Regions from separate parts of the Callithrix jacchus genome. Here region 2 is linked to region 1. A link is a contact called in public Hi-C data. All regions are on one chromosome and are shown on one strand. Each heading gives the region's core, a stretch centred on a gene start, on an enhancer-like site or on the middle of the called end of the contact. The rest is flanking DNA. Distances are from core to core; before and after follow the strand shown.

The links. Hi-C and Micro-C count contacts between places; a contact is called where the count stands out from the background.
Region 2: a contact with region 1 is called in a Hi-C map of induced pluripotent stem cells, with 2.9 times the contacts expected there. The contact joins the promoter of TTF2 here to the enhancer-like site in region 1. A contact is called at or near these places in 3 of 3 Hi-C or Micro-C datasets (induced pluripotent stem cells and skeletal muscle).

What each region holds. Positions count from the first base shown.
Region 1 is chr7:154,753,378-154,757,098 of calJac240_pri, reverse strand. No RefSeq gene overlaps it. Among named protein-coding and RNA genes, the nearest start is that of CD2, 11 kb to the left of the region's middle. Within about 2 kb of position 2,103, at least 4 of the 16 cell types and tissues checked have an H3K27ac peak or open chromatin away from gene starts, as enhancers often do.
Region 2 is chr7:155,070,916-155,074,784 of calJac240_pri, reverse strand. It overlaps TTF2 (transcription termination factor 2), which reads right to left and starts at 1,773. Exons shown (of 25, transcript XR_013520367.1): 1 at 1,714-1,773; 2 at 1,529-1,631. It overlaps LOC144577085 (a long non-coding RNA gene), which reads left to right and starts at 2,047. Exons shown (of 3, transcript XR_013520368.1): 1 at 2,047-2,083; 2 at 3,481-3,536.

The DNA.
Region 1 (3,721 bases), core at 854-3,353:
AGCAACCTCTGTGGGCCTCAGTTCAGTCATGTCTGAAACAGTGAGGTGCAGCGGGGTGCCGTGGCTTATGCCTGTAATCCCAACATGTTGGGAGGCCAAGGCCGGTAGATCACTTGAGGCCAGAGTTCAAGACCGGCCTAGGCAACATAGTGAGACCTTGTCTCTACAAAAATGAAAATTAAAAATCAATAACACGGTGGTCTGGGTAAGGAGTTATAATTTGGCCTGCTCACTTAAGCTCAACAGCAACCAAAAACCTACACCGTTTGCCAGAAACGTCAGGACAGCATTGTGATGGTGAGGGTGGCCATAAAAAAATCCGGGGAAGATCACTCAAAGGAAGGCTTCTGGGGTTTGGTTCAGCCCTGGCCGGATCCCACTCCATCGCTTCACAGTCAGGGCAACCCCTATTTAGAAGTGAATGTATCCCTTCCGGCAGCTTCTAGGATTGCTTCTTTCAGAGGACTGAGGGCCAAAGTCCCTGCCTGCTGCTGCCACCCTCTGGCAGCAACCTGAGCCGCATGCTTGTTAATTTCACCAGTTAGAGGCCCTAAGTTTTGCAAGTTCGTTTACATTTGCATAGTGCTTTTCAGTTTGCACTCCCCCCAACCCCAAGAATGATATTCTTTCATCCAAGCAATATCCTTGTGGCATAAACATTTTTCTAGATGAAGAAACCCAGGCTTGGGAAAGGTAAAGGGTTTGTCTAAGGAGACTTAGCTAGGACATGAGACCAGGCTCTTTGATCCCAAGACCTGTGTTCTTTTCACTGTTATAGGGGCATGTTAGTTAGTTCTACTCCTATTCTCAAACCCGGACAGAATCGGATGAACATGGAGTTCTGACCTCCTCTCACTCCCTCCCTCCAACACATCCCCAGCTTCTCCAGATCCCATCAGTACCTGCAGCTGCCTATGAGTGAAGGGGGTAAGGATTACAAATAAGAATAAGGCAGTGAAGCACCTGCTCTTCCCTGGGACTCAGACCAACCAAGGAGGTGAGACAGATACGCAGGGACCTCAGGACCTGGGAGAAGTGTACGTGGAATTCACCAGAGGTCAAAGGGACTCTAGCTAGGTGGTGCCTGAGCTGGTCCTGAAAAGACAAACAGGGTGTAAATTAACAAAGAGGTAGATGCAGGACCTCCTAGGCAGAGGACCTGGCAGGAGCCAGGCTTCAGTGCACTGAACCAGGGGATACCCGCGCCGGTTGGGCAGAGAGAGGCAGGCAGTGAAGCTGGAGAGGGAGGTTGGAGGAGATCTCGGCAGGATGGAATTCGTATTGTTTTCTAAGGCAGTGATAACCAGCCGTTCTGCGTGGCTCCTGTTTATTCACTTAACAAATTTTTATTGTGATAGGCAATATTCTGTTTGTTTCTCAGGATAAGAGCAAAAGCATAACTTTGTTACACAGTATTCATTTACTTCCTCAGCGGATGTCGACTGCCGACTTTCCCTGTGCCAGGTACTCTTCTAGGCCCTGGGGGTGTATTTCTGTGCACAATGAACTTACGCTCTAGTGGGAAAGGCGTAACACACAACAAAAACAGGAAAAGAAGAATATTTAGATAGTGACAAGTATTCAAGAGAAAAATAAAGTAGAACAGGAGTCTTGTAAGTGAAGGATGTGGGTGCGGATTTGCCCAGGAGTCTCGTAAGTGAAGGATGTGGGTGCGGATTTGCCCTTTGGAGAGAGGAGGCAGCTCTGAGTAAAGACCTGAAGAACTGGTTTCCCACCTTCTTGGCACCAGGGGCCAGTTTCGTGGAAGATGATTTTTCCATGGACTGGGGATTGGGGGAGGATGGTTTCAAGATGAAGCTGTTCCACCTCCCAGCATTGGGCATTAGACTCTCATAAGGTGCAACCTAGACTCCTCAAATGTGCAGTTCACAATAGGGCTCGCGCTCCTAGGAGAATCTAAAGCTGTGGCCCAGTTCCTAACAGGCCAGGGACAGTACCAGTCTGTGGTCAGGGCTTCCCTGACCTAAAGGAATTGAGGGAGGCAGCCAGCAAATACACAAGGAGGGACAGTCCAGGCAGGGGATTGGAGAACAAAGGCCCTGAGGTGGGAGCATATCTGGTCCATGTGGGGCCAGAGAGGAGGCCAGCATTGCTGGGGAGTGAGTGAGGGAAGGTGGAAGGAGAGGAGGCCAGAGAGGCCCAGGAGGGACGGGCAGGTTGAGTAGGAGGTCACTGCAGGCCTCATTCAGAGTGGGAGCGAGTCAGTGCTGACTGCCTTAGAGTCTGGTTCTTTCCGCATAGTTTTAACAATGGACAAGGAGTCTTTTCTGCAGTCTGGCCCCATAGATTCGATGAGGTGTGGGCAGTACAGCCAGGGCGCCAGGGAGGTCTAGCTCTTGGAATGTACTCAGGGCCATTTAAATGCTCAGCATTCACCTGGCCGTGGGCTCTGCTTGCAACCACCCCACACACACTCAGGGGCAGAAACGGCTGCCTTGTTACGTTCGCAGAACCTGTGGGCCCCGCTCTTCCCTGCTCTGCTGTGTCTGGAGCGCTGTAGGGAAGACTTCAACGGCCAGGGTGACGCCAATGGCTGAGCGCTGTGTGAGCTGGGGCTGGGAGCTGTGTCTGCAAGGGAGTGGCCTCATTTGCATGCCGGGGCCTGTGACTGGAGGCTGGAGGATGGTCAACCAGAGCACTCCACGCAGCCTCTTCATGAGACCCGGCTCCTTGCAATGTGGAAGCTTCCTCCTGAGGGGTATCCAAAAGAGGGGCCGCGGCGAGCACCCCAAAAGCTGCAGATGGAGTGGGCCTGGCCCCTTCTGACCCAGCCCTGGAAGGCCACAGTGTCCGCCCACTGCACTCACTTCGTGGGAAGGGTCACAGAGCCCACATTTTACCTGAGGAGATGCTGACCCCACCTCTTGATGGGAGTGTGTAAAGGAATTGGTGGCCTCTTAAAAACACCACTGCAAGCCGGGCTCGCTCCTCTAATTCTAACCCTCTGGGAGGCCAAAGTGCGAGGGTCACTTGAGCCCAGGAGTTTGAAACCAGCTGGGGCAACAGAGCAAGATCCCGTCTCTACAAAAATAAACTAATAAATAAATATAAAAAGTAGAATAGGAGGAAGACTCAAGCAGACTCTAACGCTGTGCCCACGTGAAGACGCCTACTACCTGGATGTCTCTGGGCCTCAGATAAAAGCACACGCTTTGCAGGAGTCTCCTGGGAAGGGGGCTCTTTCTTTGCCCCTCCCACCGTGGGCTATGTCTATAAACATGTAACTAATCCCCCGTGGGGGACAGGGTGGCGGTGTGTGCCAAACTTGTGCCAAATATGTATTAATAAACTCTGGACCATACTGGCAGCTTTGTAGTTTTCTGTAGCCTTTTGCAGCCTGAAAAACATTTTCTGATTAGAAGCCCCCGCTGTTTTATCTATTACATGTGACACCAAATAAGCCTCTGCATATCCACTGGGGGTTGGTTAGTAACATCAGAGCAAGCAGCGAGGGGAAAGGAATTAAAAAGGGAGCTAATGTTATCCGTGGGGAATAGCTGAGGAAGGAAAAAACCACTCTGGAAGAGAGGGGTTGCAGAAGGATTTTTTGCAATGTATTACGACCAATCAAGGCAAGCACACATGTGTGTCTGTTGTCCCAGCCCCAAAATGTAAAATGAAACTCCAAAGAATGTTATACTGTGGGTTAGTTGGGAGGGTGGGGGAGAAGGAGGGAGGTTTTTATCTCACAAGGCAGATT
Region 2 (3,869 bases), core at 524-3,023, 320 kb before region 1:
GATGACTCAAAAGTTTAAAATTCACTGCACTGTGTAACCTCTACATGTGATACCCCTAAGAAGGACATATTTAGGGCTGGCTGTGAGGCCCTGTATAATTTTGCCCAGGCTCTTCCTTCATCCCTTCCCTTCAATGACCTGATAGCTGTCACTTAGTGTTACTCACATGCCTGCCTCTAACAACACCCACTACATGCTTCTGGCTTTGTATAAGGTTTTTAATCACTCCCTTCCACCTTACTACTATCAAACATTTTAAATATATGTAACATCTGAAAGTAAACAGCTTTGAGTGAAGATCTAAAGTACTAAACCCGTGGCACTTTTTTTGGCCTATATATTGGTTATCAGATATATTCCAAATAAATCAAGTTTACCAAATAATTGTCTTCCAATATCACCGTACTAGTTTGTACAGCAAAGCATCTGTGTAGATGGGACCCTAAATAAGAATACTTCTCTTAATGTAAAACCAAATCTTATGCAGCCATGAATGCTTAATTCCTGCAAAACGTAAAAATGCTTCTATTTCACAAAACTTGACCTGGGTACTGTATCTGAGAGGCTCAGTGTAAATCATTTAACTCATGAAACATGAGAAGTTAATACACATGTTGTAAGGTCACTTTTCTAATACTGATATCCATTATGTTCTTTACATCTGACATGGAGGAAAAGAACTTTACCAAGTTCTGCTGAATAGACAACTGCTGGTTAATGTGATGATAGTTTTAAAATCCACATAGAAAATGTAGGCACTTGGTAATGTGAAAACATTAACATTTTACAAAGTATTAACTTTCCTCACTTTAGAGAAGATACTTAACATTTCTGACTCTCTCCTCCCACCTCAGCCTCCTGAGTAGCTGGGACTACAGGCGTGTGCCACAAAGCCCAGACAATTTTTTAAATTTCTCGTAGAGAAGGAGTTTCATCATGTTGCCCAGGCTGGTCTCGAACTGCTGGGCTCATATTCGCTCGCCCTGGCCTCCCAAAGTGCTAGGATTACAGGAGTCAGCCACTCCGTTGTTTCTTCCAGCGCTGATTTCTTTGAATTATCAATTTCACCATTTAGATGCAGAGAATCCTATTTGAAAATAAAAAGGCTACCAACTGATCACTAGAGTGTTTTAAACTCAAACATTAAAAAAACAGTTGGACCTAAAACTAGTGCAAAATAAGGACCAATTATTTTCCACTGTCTGCTGTGTTTCCTTACTCCTTTAAAGGGGGTGGGAATGTCTGGGCACGAGAAGGGAGTCAACACCGGAGCCTCAGATTTACACAAGAGGGAACTGTCGGCCCAGAGAGGGAGAGTAACCAGCCTCAGGTCACACAGGCAGAATTAGCTGGGCGTCTTCCGAACATGCCACGCTGCCCTGGGATTATCAACTGCTTAAAGGGTCTGACACCGCAGACCAGGGCCCCACCACTCCTTGTCCCTGTGGCGCCCGACAGCAGGGAGCCAGCAGCTCCTCTCCGGAAGTCCCGAGCGGCCACAGGGAGTGGGGCCCAGCTCGAGACCTACTCGGTGGCCTGCACGAAGCTGCACGCGTCTGCCCGGCACACGTAGAAGCTCTTTCCTTTATTCGGGCCATCGCGGACGCCGGTCTTGAGAAAGCAGAAAGTCCCTGAGGAGAGGAGAAAGTGAACAACGATTACGCCACGCTACATGGACAGGACCTAGGGGAGGATGAGACCTTGACCCCTTACCGTGCTCCGGACACCTAACTACTTCCATCCCGCTGGGTCCCCCAAGTTTCACAAAGCCCCGCCCCCAGTTCCTGCTTCCGCCTTTTACTCCGCCCTCTTTGTTCAGGAACCAATCATCACTCAGCTCCTGCAGTCTTAATTTCTCCCCCCCCTCAATAATATAATTCTCCGCCCTTCGCCTTCACCCACCTCCAACCAATCACAGCCGCCCTCAGGTCAGGCGGGCGCCGAAATCAAATTCAAAGCGAGGGGGCGTGGAGGACCCGGCGTCTGCCGGCTGGGGCGTGGCTGAGGCTCGTGGATGCTTAGGAGCTGGCGAGGCTTCCGGAAGAAGGGAAGTTTCGATTTGCGGATCTTGGAAGAGGGAAAGGTAACTCTTGCTTACGTTTAAAACTGAGAGGCGGCCCTAGGGGGAGCGCGTTAGCAGCCGCTGAACGGCCCTGGCTTCGCGGGTGTGTCTGACCCGGGCTGGCGCTGGTCCGCGTTGAGCTCCGCGCTCCGTCGCTGGGGTGCGAGGCCGGGGAGAGCCGGCGCTGCGGGCCGAGCCGCGAGATTTGCGGTGCAGAAACCGCGGCGGCGGGGCTGGTGGAAGGGCCTTGGAAGCTGCTGCGGTGAACTGAAAAGGCTCTCACATGCGGGCACGACGACTTCTCGAGGAGCCGCTACAGTGCTTTTCAGTTTGCCTCTTGCTGTAAATTTCACAAAGTGATTACGCCTACACGGCTCTCCTCACTCAGTTCAGCGTTTTATGGAAGATCCCGAGACTCGAAGAAGTTTGAGAGACTCATCCAAGGTCAAAGAGTTGGCGAGTGGGCGGTCCTCGGACAGGTGCGCCGGTCTCAGCGCCGTTTGGCCGCGCAGCTGCTTCCTGTGTGTGCTGGATGTTCTTTGGGCTCGTCCAGCGTGGAAGCCCCAAGTTACAAGCCTCAACGTGGAAACCACGGAGGGGGAAATAGATGACTTTTGGTGAAGGCGAATTTTGCTTTCTCATTTTGTATTGTCAGACTTTTTTTTTTTTTTTTTTTTACTAATTAATATGCTTTTGTAATTTTAAAAATCGAGGATGAAGTTACATAGAAGGGAACTGCCCCCTTCTATGTAACTTCATCCTCGATTTTTAAAATTTGAAGATGTAATCAAAACTATTAGTAAACAAAAAGGGAGAAATAGATACTAGATTTATTGCAATAGAAATAGTTTCATATTACAAGCTATTGAGGACCATATGTCCCAGACACATGGCATGGCACCTGCAACGTTCTTATGGGGGCCGTAGAACAGAAAATCTGTAATGTCTAGAAAATCTGGGCAACGTGATGAAGGTAGATGTTACGGGGATCTGGAGGAAGGGAGACGAAACTGAGGTATCATTTATTAATTAAACGGTACCTATTAAATACATTTTTTATGCTCAATGTGGACTAGGTGCTTGAGAAATATAAAATATTCATTTATACACACAAAGTTTGAAACAACTATTCTAACCACAAGAAACTTAGTATTTTGAGAATTCTGAACTAGTGCATATTGAACACTTAAATAACAACATAAAATAGTATTTAAATGTCAAAATGAATGGAGTTAGCAGTAACTCTCTAAGACTAGAGAAAAACGGAATTTCCAAGTGGAGTTCATTTATACATAACTCCCCTTCTGAAACTTAGAGGAACTTAGAGATAAAACGGGGACAAAGAACAAATAGGTAGAGGCGTTTTCATTATTCCGAGATTGTTATTCTTGCAACTGATGTATGTGCGTGTTTAACAGATGCTGTATTGGAAGTCGTACACCATGAATACGGGATTTGCAGGAAGCGGGGCATGGTAATGAATTCTTTCTTGAATACTTTTTAAAACAAGGGAAAATCAGGACCTCTTAAATAGCCCATTAAGGAAGAAGCTCCTCTGCAAGCACCCAAGTCAGTGTCTCCAGTCCAGCCCCGCAAAAGTATGCATGGCCAAATCACAGACAGGAGGAATTTTTCTTCCGTAAATTTAGGATATAGTAAATCAAAATGTTAAGTCCCTGGACAACTTATTCCACCTGATCATATTTACAAGATTGAAAAAAATAAGTTTGAGATTGGATGAAAGATGATAACTGGAAACATTTTAAAAATTCATTTTGATGCCTGTTGAGTGTGGTGGTGGCACTTG